Regions from separate parts of the Rattus norvegicus genome. Here region 1 is linked to region 2. The links are chromatin contacts, called in public Hi-C maps. All regions are on one chromosome and are shown on one strand. The core of a region is the stretch at or near the end of the contact, and the rest is flanking DNA. Distances in the headings are between cores, read along the strand shown. Region 1 overlaps Blk (BLK proto-oncogene, Src family tyrosine kinase). Region 2 holds the start of Neil2 (nei-like DNA glycosylase 2).

Evidence for each region. Hi-C and Micro-C count contacts between places; a contact is called where the count stands out from the background.
Region 1: a contact with region 2 is called in a Hi-C map of kidney, with 4 times the contacts expected there. The contact joins the enhancer-like site here to the promoter of Neil2 in region 2. A contact is called at or near these places in 12 of 12 Hi-C or Micro-C datasets (the A7r5 cell line, the Rat2 cell line, Schwann cells and 7 more) and 1 of 1 datasets of contacts at active chromatin or transcription factors (oligodendrocytes).

What each region holds. Positions count from the first base shown.
Region 1 is chr15:41,801,685-41,808,174 of GRCr8, reverse strand. Blk (BLK proto-oncogene, Src family tyrosine kinase) reads left to right here. Exons shown (of 13, transcript NM_001025751.1): 11 at 2,139-2,289; 12 at 3,895-4,026; 13 at 4,564-5,207. The coding sequence ends at 4,769. Among named protein-coding and RNA genes, the nearest start is that of Blk, 36 kb to the left of the region's middle. Within about 2 kb of position 4,779, at least 1 of the 93 cell types and tissues checked has an H3K27ac peak or open chromatin away from gene starts, as enhancers often do. A contact at or near this core is called in kidney, where this site is marked.
Region 2 is chr15:41,625,388-41,632,361 of GRCr8, reverse strand. It overlaps Neil2 (nei-like DNA glycosylase 2), which reads left to right and starts at 1,528. Exons shown (of 5, transcript NM_001107270.1): 1 at 1,528-1,557; 2 at 3,170-3,323; 3 at 5,621-5,964. The coding sequence starts at 3,186.

The sequences.
Region 1 (6,490 bases), core at 3,530-6,029, 170 kb before region 2:
AAGAGTTTTGTTTAGCGGGTAGGCAGGCATGCTTTGCTCTGATTTCCTTCTCCAATTGCCCGTTCTGTTCCAAGACCCCTAAATCTTGGTACAGCCCTGGAACTGGCCTCAGCCTGCTGAAGCATGAGCCACACTGAGTACAAGGTACAAAACTTTCTAGGGACACCCCCTACACACACACACACACACACACACACACACACACACACACCTACCGTCAGGAATTTTAAGAACCAGGTCTCAGCTGTCCTGAACTGATCGGCCTTTGGTTCCCTTTGAGTTATCCATGTATGGCCCTCTCCAGTCTCTGCTGGGAATGCTCAGAATCAAAATGGGGCAGATCTTTCTCCCTGGGGGATTTCTGCTGAGGGTTCTAACTGGCAGGAAGACACATCTGGTTGCTCTGAGTGTGACTGTTGAAACTGGAACTCTCAGCAAGAAAGCTGTGGTCTGTGGCCAGCCTGTGAGACACAGTCAACACACAGAGAGCCATAAAGGGGAGCCTTCTCGCCCACACTCTAACCCACTTGCCCGCTTTAACTTCCGACCCCTTCCCATACTATCTGCAGCTGCTATCAGCTCAGGAACTGAGGTCACGGTGTCTTTTTTCCACTGAGGTGGCAGAGATCTATCAGTGCAGCTGTTAGGATGGATGCAGAAACTTAACCCTGGCGACTGGCTTTGAGGCAGGCACTGGATGGGCAGAAGCCTGTCCGCCATTCCTTTTTCTTCTCTCTCCTTGCCCTTTCTCTTTTAATCCCGCTGCACAAAGACTCACCCCAAGGGAAAACTGGACCCTCTCCATGTGTCCTCTGCAGCCACAAGAATGTTGCTTCTGTTCAGTGCCCTGCCGTAACTTCTGTGCAGACTGCTTTGGACTCTTCCTATCTGCAGATTTCCAGCCAGTGCTCAGGACTGGCCCTTGTCAGAGGGCATGTCTGCCAAGGCTTTTCTGGACAAGTGGGTGTTATTGACTCTGATCTTGAGTGGTTTGCTGCTCATCGATGGATGAACAAGCCTCATTAGTGCCCTTGGGTACAAAGCACCAGGGAGAAGAACTATATAGAGCCGGGATCCCCTTTCCTCTGTAACATCTTTTCCACAGACACAGATTCACCTCTGTCTTCTATGTTTGTGTAGGGTTTGTTTTCTTTCTAAAGCCGATCAGTGTTAGCTAACATGGTGAGCATCGCCAGGGCTGCCTAGACAGAAGCTGTTTACTCTCTGGCTTTCCAACTCTCCAGCCCTCATGGTCTCGCACTAGCAAATGCATATTGACTGAGTGGTTTCACAAGGGAGCAAATGAGGAGACTCATGCATAAAGCAAGGACTGTGGAAACAGATGTGGGACCAGGGGCTGGCATGTGGCTCGATAGGAGAGGAGTTGAGAGCATATGTACCTAAGTCTCTGGGCAAGTAGGATCCATTCAGGAGCTGACATCCTGCAGGAGCAGGTGAGAGCTGAAGTCACCCTTTCCATCCATCAGTGAGTGACTACAGACTTAATGGCCTGGTACAGGTGCTTGGAACAGACAAAGCTCCTCTTTAGTGACAGTCTCTCCTCCAGGTTCATTCTTGCCCACCTGGGGCAGGTGCAGGGTCAGGGTCTCAGCCATAGTTAGCTTATTCAATATTGGCCCTAACTCTGTGCCCTAGAGATGACTTCTCATGTTCCAGGTCATAACTAGGACCTCTCAGGGAAGTGACCCAGCCCATTGTACATTAGTGATTCCAAGGTGTGACTGACTCCTCTGAGAGAACTGTCCACTGAGGGAGTAGCCCTGCCCTTCTATGCTATGGTGCTATGCCCTACACCCTGTTCGTTATTTCTTCTCCCTGTCTCATGGAGGCTTTCCACAGCCCCAGCCTTCTTTGCTATGCCTAGCCCACAGACCTTGGAGGCAATTGTCTGAAAAGGGAGGACAGGGGTGGAGATGTCAGCCTAGCTGTTTGATGACAGCTTCTCTGCTGGCCTGAGTCTGGGTCTCACGGGAAGGGGTGGGTGCCTTCTCCCCCACCTCACCATGCCCCACTCAGCCCTCTTCCTTCCCACCTGGCAGGGGATGTGAGGCTGGCCTTACTTAAGGGCTGGTAGGCTCCATCCTTGCTGCCCTTCACCGTGTGGCCTGTCCCCTCAGGTTGCAGAAGGGATGGCTTACATAGAGCGCATGAATTCCATCCACCGTGACCTGCGGGCAGCCAACATCCTGGTGTCTGAGACCTTGTGCTGCAAAATCGCTGACTTCGGCTTGGCCAGGATCATCGACAGTGAATATACTGCCCAAGAGGGTGAGCAGAGTGTGCACGCATGTGGGCTTGCGCTCACGCATGCGCACACACACGCGCGCGCACACACACACACACACACACACACACACACACACACACACACACACACTCAACTCCAGGAACTTCTCAACTCCCTGGAGCCCCCTTGGATGTCTCCTTGCTGTTGGAGATGACTAGGGAGACCAATGGACCTTGTGTTTCATCCTTTCCCAGACAGCTCAGCACCTCCTTTCCCTAGATGGCGGGTAGGGTGGCACAGGAGCACCTCGAGCCCCTGGGGAGCCCAGCTGCCTCCTTCCCATCCTAGAGACTCCAGTGCACATGAATCTAGCAATGGGATGGAGAAGTCCTGCACTTCCTTCCCCTTGTCTCACCCGCTGACCCCCAGACAAGGTTGAGAAAGTATTCTCTCCCACCCAGTTCCCATCAACCCCTGTGGAAGGAGGGTGCCAGGGAGCACACTTTGGAAAACGTGGCTCTGACTAAAGCGTGAGCACCCAACCTTTGCTCCTGAAGGGTTGCCATGGAGGGTTCTACTGTGTTACTTCAAGTGAGGAAAACTGACTTTGCAGGGTGATCTGGTGCATTGATCAAGCAAGCAGTTAAATGCATTAATCAGTGGAATCAGGAGGAAAGCCACAACTTGGGGACTGATACCTCTCCTCAGGGGACTTTCGGCTGGTGCCTGGGACAGTGAAACCATCTGGGGGAGGTGGCCAGTGCCACTTCAGTCTGAGGTTGGCTCTCAGTGCCTACTAAGGCTGCAACCATAGTGATATGACTGACAGTGGGCCTTGGTATCCTTCCACACAGTGGCCCTCTGAGGTGTCTGAGTGTCAGGTTTGCCTTTTGCAGGAAAGCACAGAGTGATGCATAGAGCAGTTAAAAACGGCTCACCCACCATGGTCCCTGCTGCTGGACAAGGCTGAGTGAGATAGGAAAGGATGCTTCCACCTCAGACAGACATGCATGGGGCTGGGGACATGGCTCAGTCCCTCCCTGTCACAAAGCCCAGGGTTTCCTATCCAGCAGAGTATAAATGTTGGTGCATGGCTGTGACCCAGCACTCTGGAAGGTGGTGGCAGGAGGTTTAGGAGTTCAAGGTTACCCCTGGCTACTATCGAGTCTGAGGCCAGTCTGGGATACACAAGACCCTGGCTCCAAAACGTCAAAAGCAAACAAAGCAATAAGCCAAATGGATGCATGCATGGGTGACCTTGGCTTTGTTGTTGGTTTGGTTTTTGCTTTTTCTGTTTTGTTTCGTTGGTTTTTAAACACAGGTTTCTCTATGTAGCCTTTGCTTTCCTTGAACTCGCTTTGTAGACCAGGGGGGGACTCGAACTCAGAGATCCAACTGCCTCTGCCTCCTGAGTGCTGGGATTAAAGTGTGCACCATCACCACCCAGTGACATTGACACTGTTTTTAAGGACTCCTAGGATAGCAGCAAGTGACTGTGTCTTCCTATATCCTTGTGTGTGCAGTCTATACATCCTGCAAGACCCCCCAGTGGGAGCAGGCAGAGAGGGGTTGGGGCTGCTGTGGGTTGGGATGGGGTGGGGGGTAGAAGGTTGGCAGTCCCTGGAGCTGCTGCGTTTTCCTGGCAGGGGCCAAGTTCCCCATCAAGTGGACTGCCCCAGAAGCCATCCACTTCGGGGTGTTTACCATCAAGGCTGATGTGTGGTCCTTTGGAGTCTTGCTGATGGAGATTGTCACATATGGGCGTGTTCCCTACCCAGGTAGGCACAATTCCTGTGCTCCTCACTGTCCCCCTGGGACATCCTGATGGTGACTCCCCAGGTTCACTGTCTATGGGTATGTCATACTGGTGAGAGCAGAGTTCTGTCACAGAGACTGAAGCCCAGACCTGCACACTCGTGCACACATGCAAGAGAGGGCAGAGGGAGGGGGAGGGTAGGAGTAGGGAGGGGAAAGGAGTGCGATGGGAAGGGGAGATTAGAATGGAATTAGATGGCATCAGAGCCAGGCATCATAGCTCAAGCTTGTGATTCTAGCACTTGGGAGGCTGAGACAGATAGATCTTGAGTTCAAGGCCAGTCTGGCCTATACAAGAAGAACCCTGTCTGAAAAACCAAAGTGGTACTCCGCTACGGACACCTATGTGACCTGCCAGGGTTACGCTGGCCATAGCGTGTCAGAGCCTGCTCTCTCCCTTCTAGTGCTGGTTTACTGCCGTCCCACCCCCATCCCCAGGGCCAGTGACTGCTCTCCTGGAGCACCACCTGCCCTGAAGCTCCCTGTCCACTCTCCTGCAGGAATGAGCAACCCTGAGGTCATCCGTAGCCTGGAGCATGGCTACCGAATGCCATGCCCAGAGACATGTCCGCCTGAGTTGTACCATGACGTCATCACTGAGTGCTGGCGAGGCCGACCTGAGGAGCGGCCTACCTTTGAGTTCCTGCAGTCAGTGCTGGAGGACTTCTACACAGCCACGGAGGGCCAATATGAGCTGCAGCCTTAGCAGCAAATAGGCTCTTCAGTGTTCCCTGCCTGAGTCTCCTTCCTGCTGGACTCTTGACTTTGAGTTAATATGTTCCCATTTAACTAGCTCTTCTTTCAGACTAGGTAGGCTGCAGAGTCGGGGTGGAATGGCGGGCCTGCTTCTCAAATGAGGGAGCCAGGAGACAAGGGTGGCTTCGTGGTGGGGCATGGACTCTCAAGGTACAACCTTGGTCCACTCTTGCCTTGGCCCACCCTTCCCTGGCTGTGTGCCTTTGGGCAAGTTACTTAGCTGCTCTGTGCCCTCCATTCCTTGAATGTAACACAAAGAAGGATTGGGTTAGAACTTACCTCCGGGGGTTGGGGATTTAGCTCAGTGGTAGAGCGCTTGCCTAGCAAGCGCAAGGCCCTGGGTTCGGTCCCCAGCTTCGGGGAAAAAAAAAAAAAAAAAAAAAAAAAAGAACTTACCTCCAGTTGCGTTCAGACCCAGGATGATTCCGAGAGCGGGTCTGGCAGGTTAGCAAAGGACAGTGTATGAAGCCCTCATAACCCAGAAGGCAGCTAGTGGCTGGCGATCGATCAGAGAGTTCCCATTTCTCTCACCTTGAAAGACTCGACAGCAGGTGCCTCCCTGTCTGCTGCTCCAGGTAGCCCTGGCTGTATGACACCCCCACCCCCACGCCCGCACACTTTGGGACTTTTCTATAATAAAGTCATGAGAGTTTTACTGTTTCCCAGGTCTTTACCGGCGGCTGATCAGATGTGGCACACAAGGTGGTGGGGGATTACCTTACCCCCTACCCCCAGCAAAGGACGCTGGCGTGACTGACATTGTCTTTCCTGGCCAGCAGGTGGCGATCTCACCCCACAAACCCCGTGTCTGGGCCTCCAAGGAAGCAAGCTCCTTGAGTTTCCCTAGAACATGGACAGAAAGCAATGAGATGAGGTGGTCATCTCCTCAAGTGTGGTGCTTCTCTCGCCTGTTTTTCTGTCTCTGATTCATCCTGTTTTGTTTATATAGGCTGGGGGGGGGAGGGTTAAGTTTATAGAAAAGTAAGTGGAAAGGGTCCAGTCTCCATAAATCCTCAACCCTTTTAGATGCCAACACCTTGCAATAGTGAGCCCACTTGCTCCCTGAGAGGGGCTGGGATCAACACACTTCACACTTGGGTTCACACTCTACCAAAGCACAGTTGCCCAAATTATACAGAATAGCCTTCCTGGCCTCGGAATCCCCCAGTATCTCCCCTGACCCTGAGATTACAGGCACCCACGCTTATGTTTGGCTTTTTACATGAGCGCTGGCGGTTCACACTCAAGTCCTCATGTGCGCAGGATAAACGCATCCCCCCCCCACACCCCCCCAAGCTCTATCCACGGCCTGTGGCTTCCTATTTAATCATCCCCAGCTATTACTGATGACGGCCCACGATCCCGACTTTTGCAGCTGAGCTGAGTGAGCTACTGAGGAATATTATTTCCCAGGAATTCTGGCTCTGTGAGAACTCCCCATGACTTTTCCCAGCTCTGTGGTAGAGGTGACATCAAATGCTGGCTTACTCTCCCCACAAGGGGTCGCACTTTGCCCGCACTGAATGAAGGAGGGTCCCGGGTGTTGTGGTTCACCCATTTATTCAGGACAAAGAACCTTCCATATCCCAATCAGCAGGTCTAGTAGGAGAGTTGGGGAGGGATTTGTAAAGAAAAAAGAGGGAAGCAGAGAAAATAGGACCGGGAAACACA
Region 2 (6,974 bases), core at 279-2,778:
TGAACTGCTCCTTGAAGCAGGACTGTCTCCCTGGGCTGGCCAAGTCCAGAGACTGACACTGTAGCCACTTCTGAAGGCCTCCTTGGAGTTCACCAAAGGTCCCCTGACAGCCTGTAAAGTGCTGGCTCCAACCCGTCTCTGAGTCTACCTGCTATCATCTTTAATTTTCCAAGTGAAAGCTTCAATACACAATTCTTTAAAAGCGTATAGTAAAAATTCAAAAATTATCAAAATAATATAAGGCAAAAGTAAACAAATCTCACGCTTTAAAAGTGTTCCAGGCCGGGGTTGGGGATTTAGCTCAGCGGTAGAGCGCTGGTTAGGTCCCCAGCTCCGGAAAAAAGAAAAAAAAAAGTGTTCCAGGCCAAGTGTGCTAGATGTGTTTAAAATTCCATTACTAAAGAAAGTAGTTTGGAACTAGCCAGTCTTTGTCTTAAAAACACAAAACACAAAACACAACACACACACACACACACACACACACACACACACACACACACACAAAACCTTCGCAAAAGGTTTGGAGAAACTGAAATGTCTGTCTTGGCCGGAGCCACTCAAGACCATTGGATTCTGAACGCTAGCTTTTTCTCGGTACTCTTTCCCAGACCATTACTGGCAAGCCTGGGAGGGAGGTGAAGGGAGACTTGGGATGAAGCGGGGCGGGGGTAGTTCAGAGGTCTGGTGACTCCGGAGGGAAGGCGAAGATGCTCCCACAGTTGCTTCCCAGAGGAAGAGCTTGCACCACGGTGGGGGGTGGGGGTGGGGGTCACCAGGGGCGGGGACAGAGAAACAGACAGACAGAGAGAGCTGCGCCTCCAGAGGTCACCCTGGGAAGGAGACGGCTCCTACCCGCGGGAGGAGACTGAGTAGAGACGCCTCCATCATCCATCCCGAGGTGAATACCGCCTCCAGCGCCTCCAAGAAAAAATCCTGTAGCTCCCCCTCTAGGGTGCACCCCACCTCCAGCACCCCCAAGGAAAAGCATGTAGCCACTGCATCTCAGCGAACTTCTCATCTCCAGAGCTTCCAGGAGATGACCAAAGCTTCCAAGACCAGCCGGGGTAGGAGCCCTTGAGTCCCGGAAGTAGCTTCCAGTCCACTTCCGGGAGGAGTCCTTAGGATTCCAGTCATTGGGCTATCGTGCCGGCACGGTGCATCCTGCTGAACGCGTCCTCCCGGCCCTGGCGGATTGCAATCCTGCTGCGGCTGCTGGGACCGGTTCCGGGAGAGTACACCTTCCCAGGACCGTGGGCTTACGTCAGCCTCCTCCCTGCCCTTTGTAGGCCACACACGTGCACGTAGTCAACACTTGTTTTCACAGAAAAATTAAGCAGTGTCTCTCCCGGACATGCGCAGCCTGGTTCTAAATTTGTTTTTGTTGATCACGTTGCCTCCAGACTCCCGGGGCCCTCGTGACCCTCATGAGCCCTCCCCCTTCGATCACGCAGAAGAGTTAGGAAAAGCAGTGGCTTAAGACTCTCTCCCTGGCTCCTGGAGAAAAGGGACCACATTCTGCGCAGCCTGGCCACCCTCGCCCTAGCGACGAAACCCAAGGTTCTCATCTCACCCCATCCCTTTCCTGTCCATCAAACCATACCCAGACAGATGTTGTTTGTTCTTTTTGAGACAGGGCCTTTATGTAGTCGGGGCTCTGTAACCATGCTGGCCATGAACTCTCTGAGAGACCCCCTGCCTCTGCCTCCCGAGTGCTGGGATTAAAGGCTTGTTGGAGAGATTTAAGATTACGCTTCATGGTACAGGTGGCCTTTCCTAGAACTTTCTCTGACGGTAGCCAGGAAGACTTTGAACTTAGAGGTGGTTAGGGTACCAGTGCCTGGCAAATTGCCTTCCAGCCCGCAGTTTTCTCTGAAGGTCAGAGTAGGTGAACTGTTACCACATTTCCGAGAGTGTGAGTGGAAACCCAAGCGGGGATGAGTTTAGTTAAGCATCATTGAGTCTTTAGCACAGTTGGTAGAGGGATGGCCTAGCTTGCAAGATGCCTTGGGTTTGAGCATAAACCAGGGGTTGTGATGTGCTGGAACGACAGTACTCTGGAGGTGGAGACCATCCATACACAGTGGTCTATAGGCCAGCTTAGCATCTGGAATAAAGGTGAACCTATCTCAAGACAAAGAAAAATCGCATTATTGAATGTGTTATTTATGAAGCTAGGAGAATTCACAGGATGTCTGGGGCATCCCAATTCTTCACTTAAAGTATAAATTTTAAATGTCTTGGTGGCTCACACTTGGGAGACTCGGGCAGGAGGATTGTTCAGAGTTCAAGACCAGCCTGGGCTACAGAGTGAGGCTGAACAATAGCCGTCCTGGCTTTTACAAACACTACAGTAATAACTACCTGCTGTATACCTTTGTTAATTTTCACCTCAGTTTATGAGCCGGGTGCTGGTGAGTGGCAGGTAAGGTTAGGCAGAGCTTTGAGTGGGGGGTGGGGGAAATGACTCCTGTTCAATAAAGTCTGGGTGTAGGCTACCCAGGCTATCTCATCCTGATGGCTCTCGGTGACTTTGGATGGTTGGGGACAGGAAGGGGAGGGGTGGTGTGTAGACCTGCCTTGCCTTTACTGTGGCTTTTCAGTGACCAGGCATATTATCTGGAGTTAAGCTGGTTGGCGGCTGCCCTGACTGGCTGGTGTCTGCTTGTCATGCTTGTCAGCCAGCACATAACTTGTGCAAATCTCTTTCACCTGAAGTGGTCCCGAGAGAGCCAGATCCAAGTATGGATCAGTCAGAAGAGGGTTGGAATGACAGTTTGAGGACAGCTAGGACTACATAGTTCCAGCTCACGTAGAGCTACATAGCAAGACTCTGTTTTAAGAACCAACCAAACAAGGAGTGGCTGACCAGTGAGGTGGCAGCATCATCAAAGTAGACAGTACACTACATGACACTTAGCACACTATAGTGATTAGTATTGGCTGTGTGTATAAGACTAAGGGCCCAGGAAGAGAAACCATTGCTGAGAAGTTGGCCCTAACCCTGTTCCAGCTCAGACTTCTCTGGTTCTCCCACCTCAGTTCAGCTGTCCTTTTGGCATCTATTACTCTTAAAGTGAGTGGCCCAAACTCGCTCCTTGGGGTGCCACACCGGTGATTAGACATGCCGGGCTAAGAGAGGGCCAGGCTAAGTCAGAGGTCTCCTTTGCAGCTCTCTGTCGGTAGAGATGCCAGAAGGGCCGTCTGTGAGGAAGTTTCACCATCTCGTCTCCCCCTTTGTGGGCCAGAAGGTGGTCAAGACAGGCGGCAGCAGTAAGAAGCTACACCCTGCCACCTTTCAGTCTTTGTGGCTCCAGGATGCTCAGGTGAGTTTTGCTTCCCTGGATCTCACACAGGTGTGCTGGTTCACCCCACCTCCCCTGGAAAATAAAGACCCTGCTGTGAGTTGCATCAGATCAGCTCCTGTCTGTTTTTTTTGGAGGACCACTAACATTTTCCTGGTACTACTGCATGAAGGAGGTGTGGGGTGAGTTTTGTACAGTGACATGTGGTCTCTGCTGCTGCTGCTTAGCTGTGTGATCTGAAGCAAGTTCTCATTTTCTTAGCTCTAATATCGTCAACTGTAGATGGGTGTAGTAAAATACTCTGTGGTGGTTCGATTGAGAGCCCAAAGGCTCATATATTTGAGTGCTTGGTCATCTGAGAGAGTAGAACTGTTGGGAAGGATTAGGCAGTGCACGCAACCTTGTTGGGGAAGATGTGGTCCGATTGAGCCACTGAGAGTGGGTTTTGAGGTTTTAAAAGCTCAGGCCAGGCTGAGTTTCCCCACCCTCCAGCCCCTCTGTCTGCTGCCTATGAATCAGGATGTAAAGCTGTCTGTAAAAGTAACATATTTGCCTGAAGTAATTGTTGTCTCGAGGCTTACTGCCTCAGTCCTAGCCCTGGAAGCTTCTACCCTGCATACAATCTTATCTAGGCCTAGAATGTTTTCAGCCTCTGAGACTTGCTGCCGAATAAGCTCACCCTTCCTAGTTCTTTCTGATCTCTGGCTGGCTGATTCAACTCAACTGTTCTGGCTTAAACTCCTCTCCAAGCTGACTGATTTAATCTAGCTTCTCTCGGCTTCATACTAACTTTGGCAATCTATCCACGTCTTCTGGGCTTCTGGCTCCTTCTCACTCTATGGTTCTTTCTGTCTTTGTCTATGTCTAGCTTGTTCTCTCTCTGCATCCTGTCTCCATCCAGTTGTCCTAGTAAAAGAGCCCCCTTTACTTTTCTTCTCTCTCTCTCTGCTCTCTTTTTTTTTTTTTAAGATTTTTATTTTATGTATGTGAGTACACTGTAACTGTCTTCAGACACACCAGAAGAGAGCATCAGATCTCATTACAGATGGTCATGAGCCACCATGTGGTTGCTGGCATGTGGTTGCTGGGAATTGAACTCAGGACCTCTGGAAGAGCAGTCAGTGCTCTTAACCACTGAGCCATCTCTCCAGCCCCCTCTCTGTGCTCTCTTAAATAGCTTCCCTTTCCTCTCCTTTCTTGTGAGAGTTGAGGATATCCTATCATGTCAGTTCTTTCTCTGATTCATCAATTGAGTCTGTCACTCAATTAGATGTCACTTCCAAATGTGTGCTTCCTTCTACAAACTAACTTTACTTTTGCTTGGAATTAAAGATGTACTAAGGGTGTGTCTGTACTCCATCCAGAGGGCTTCAAGGTGTGTGCTAAGGGTTGAGCCACACCACAACTAGAAATATTTTCAGTAAATAAAACCATCTCAGGGCCACAGTGTGATCAAATATCCTGCAACAGCTATCCGAGGCTGTCCTAGCACCATGCCTGTTTGCTTCTTGCCATGATGATAATGGACTAAACCTCTGAAACTGTAAGCAAGTTCCCAGTTAAATACTTTTTTTCTAAGAGTTGCCTTGGTCCTTCACAGCGACAGAGCAAGGACTAAGGCACACTTACTTGATAAGACTCTTGTAGGAATAGACTTTACACCTGACACTAAATATGTTATACCTGATAATCGCTAGTTCTCTACTTTCACTGTACACGTGCACACATGCACACATACCCTCATTGGCTACAGAACCATTCTTTGAGTGGAAGATGGCTTATAACCTGTCACCTATACTTTTGGGGAACTGAGCCCTGAATTGTCTAAGTTTAGGAGTCTAAGTTTTTCAAACCTCAGACCGGTGGCTTCTTAGGAAAGAGTGTCCTGCATGGTTTGAGTCCCACAGTTTTGATGTTCCAGCACTTATTTTGATAGCTGTCACAGAGCTGGCACTTAGACGTCACTGGATAGATTTGGGAACAGCTGAATGCGTGGGCCTAGAGAAACGTGTCATGAAGTAACTAAAAGGATGACCCTTTGTATAATCTTTGAGTGGGCTCCTGAAGTCTGTGGGAGCATCTGGGTTGTTCTGGGTGGCCTTGCTGTCTGGCACAGACCTCTCTCATCCCTAATCCAACTCCTGCAGCTGCTTTCTGGCATTTGCAAAGCCATGTACCTGCTGCTCACACCGCTGGGACAAAAGGGAAAAGGACACAGAAGGGAGAGAAGGAACCAGACTGTTTGTGAAGCTGTGACCCATGTGAGGGTCTCTAAGGGTCAATACATGTTCTGTTTGGTTGTTTTTTTTTTTTTCCAGGTGCATGGGAAAAAATTATTCCTCCAGTTTGATCCAGATGAGGAGATGGAGCCCCTCAGCCGCAGCCCACAGCCTGTACAAGGAATGTGGCAGAAAGAAGCTGGGAACCCAGAGCCAGCCTTGGGTCCCAGTGCTCAGGAAACTTCTGTAGGCCCCTGTGGGTCTGGAGAGCCTGGTCCCAGTACATCTGATGGCCCTTACGATCTCAGGGGAAAGAAGCCTTTAGCAGAGGCCCAGAGGTGGCTGGAGGTCAGGTTCGGTTTGTTTGGCAGTATCTGGGTGAATGACTTCTCCAGAGCAAAGAAAGCTAACAAAAGAGGTGACTGGATAGACCCAGTGCCCAGGTAATGGTGTGACATGTGCAGGGGTCCTAGTGGGGTCTGCCATATTTATGTGTTCCCCTCTGTGACAAGGCATGGCTGAGGGGACACACTTGGGGATGCCCAGGTCTTGTTAGGGAAATAGGGTGTACATTCACCCATAAGAACTGAACTGTGGTCTGGACCCAGATGGTTGTACCTGCTTAGGTCCCAGAGTGGGGACCAGAATGGGGTTTCCAGCCAGTGTGCTACTTGAGGATGAACTGCCTCAGAAGAAAAGCGTATGTCTAGACTCTCGTGCTCTGAAGGTAGGGTTATAGTTTTCCCAGTTATTTAATTTGTGAACATTGAGGAAAAAAATGTTGAAAAAGCTCTGCAGATGTGTAGTATTGCTCCCCAATTGCCCCTGGAAGAAAACAATTTTCTTTTTCAAATTTGAATCAAGCTTTAGTTAAATACTAACCCACGTAGACTCTGGTCAGGGTCACTCTGGTGTCCCAGGGAGTCACCGGGAATGAACATTCTCATGGCTGGCTTTGCCCAGGGGCTGGCATTGGGCTGTTTGCATACATCCAGCTATGAACATGTTCTATGCTGTTACCACCCCACAAGTGTGTGCACCTCAGTGTGTACGGGGAGCTCGGAGGACAACTTTCGGGAGTTGGTTCTAACTGTGGATTGTGGAGGTCAAACTCAGGTTAAGGTTTCATGGCAAGCTTACAATGTCTGAACAGCCTCATGCTGCAATGTTTTAAGCTTCGGGATATTAAGTTTGATAATATGTGTTGTCGGGATTGTTTCCAGGCCAGTGTTCATCCCTTGAATGTGTTTGTAAAACATCTTGGCACTTGGAGTTTTTAAGTTTTGTGTAGTTACTGGTCACTTCTGACTTTCTCATGTTGCAAAGGATTCCCCCTTCTACTAAGCCACACAGTATTTACAAGTTTGATGGTTCTTTTGTGGTACTGTGCAAGACCTCTGAGCCTCACCTCCAATCCTTGAAGGAGAAGTTTTTATTCCATTTATGTATCTGT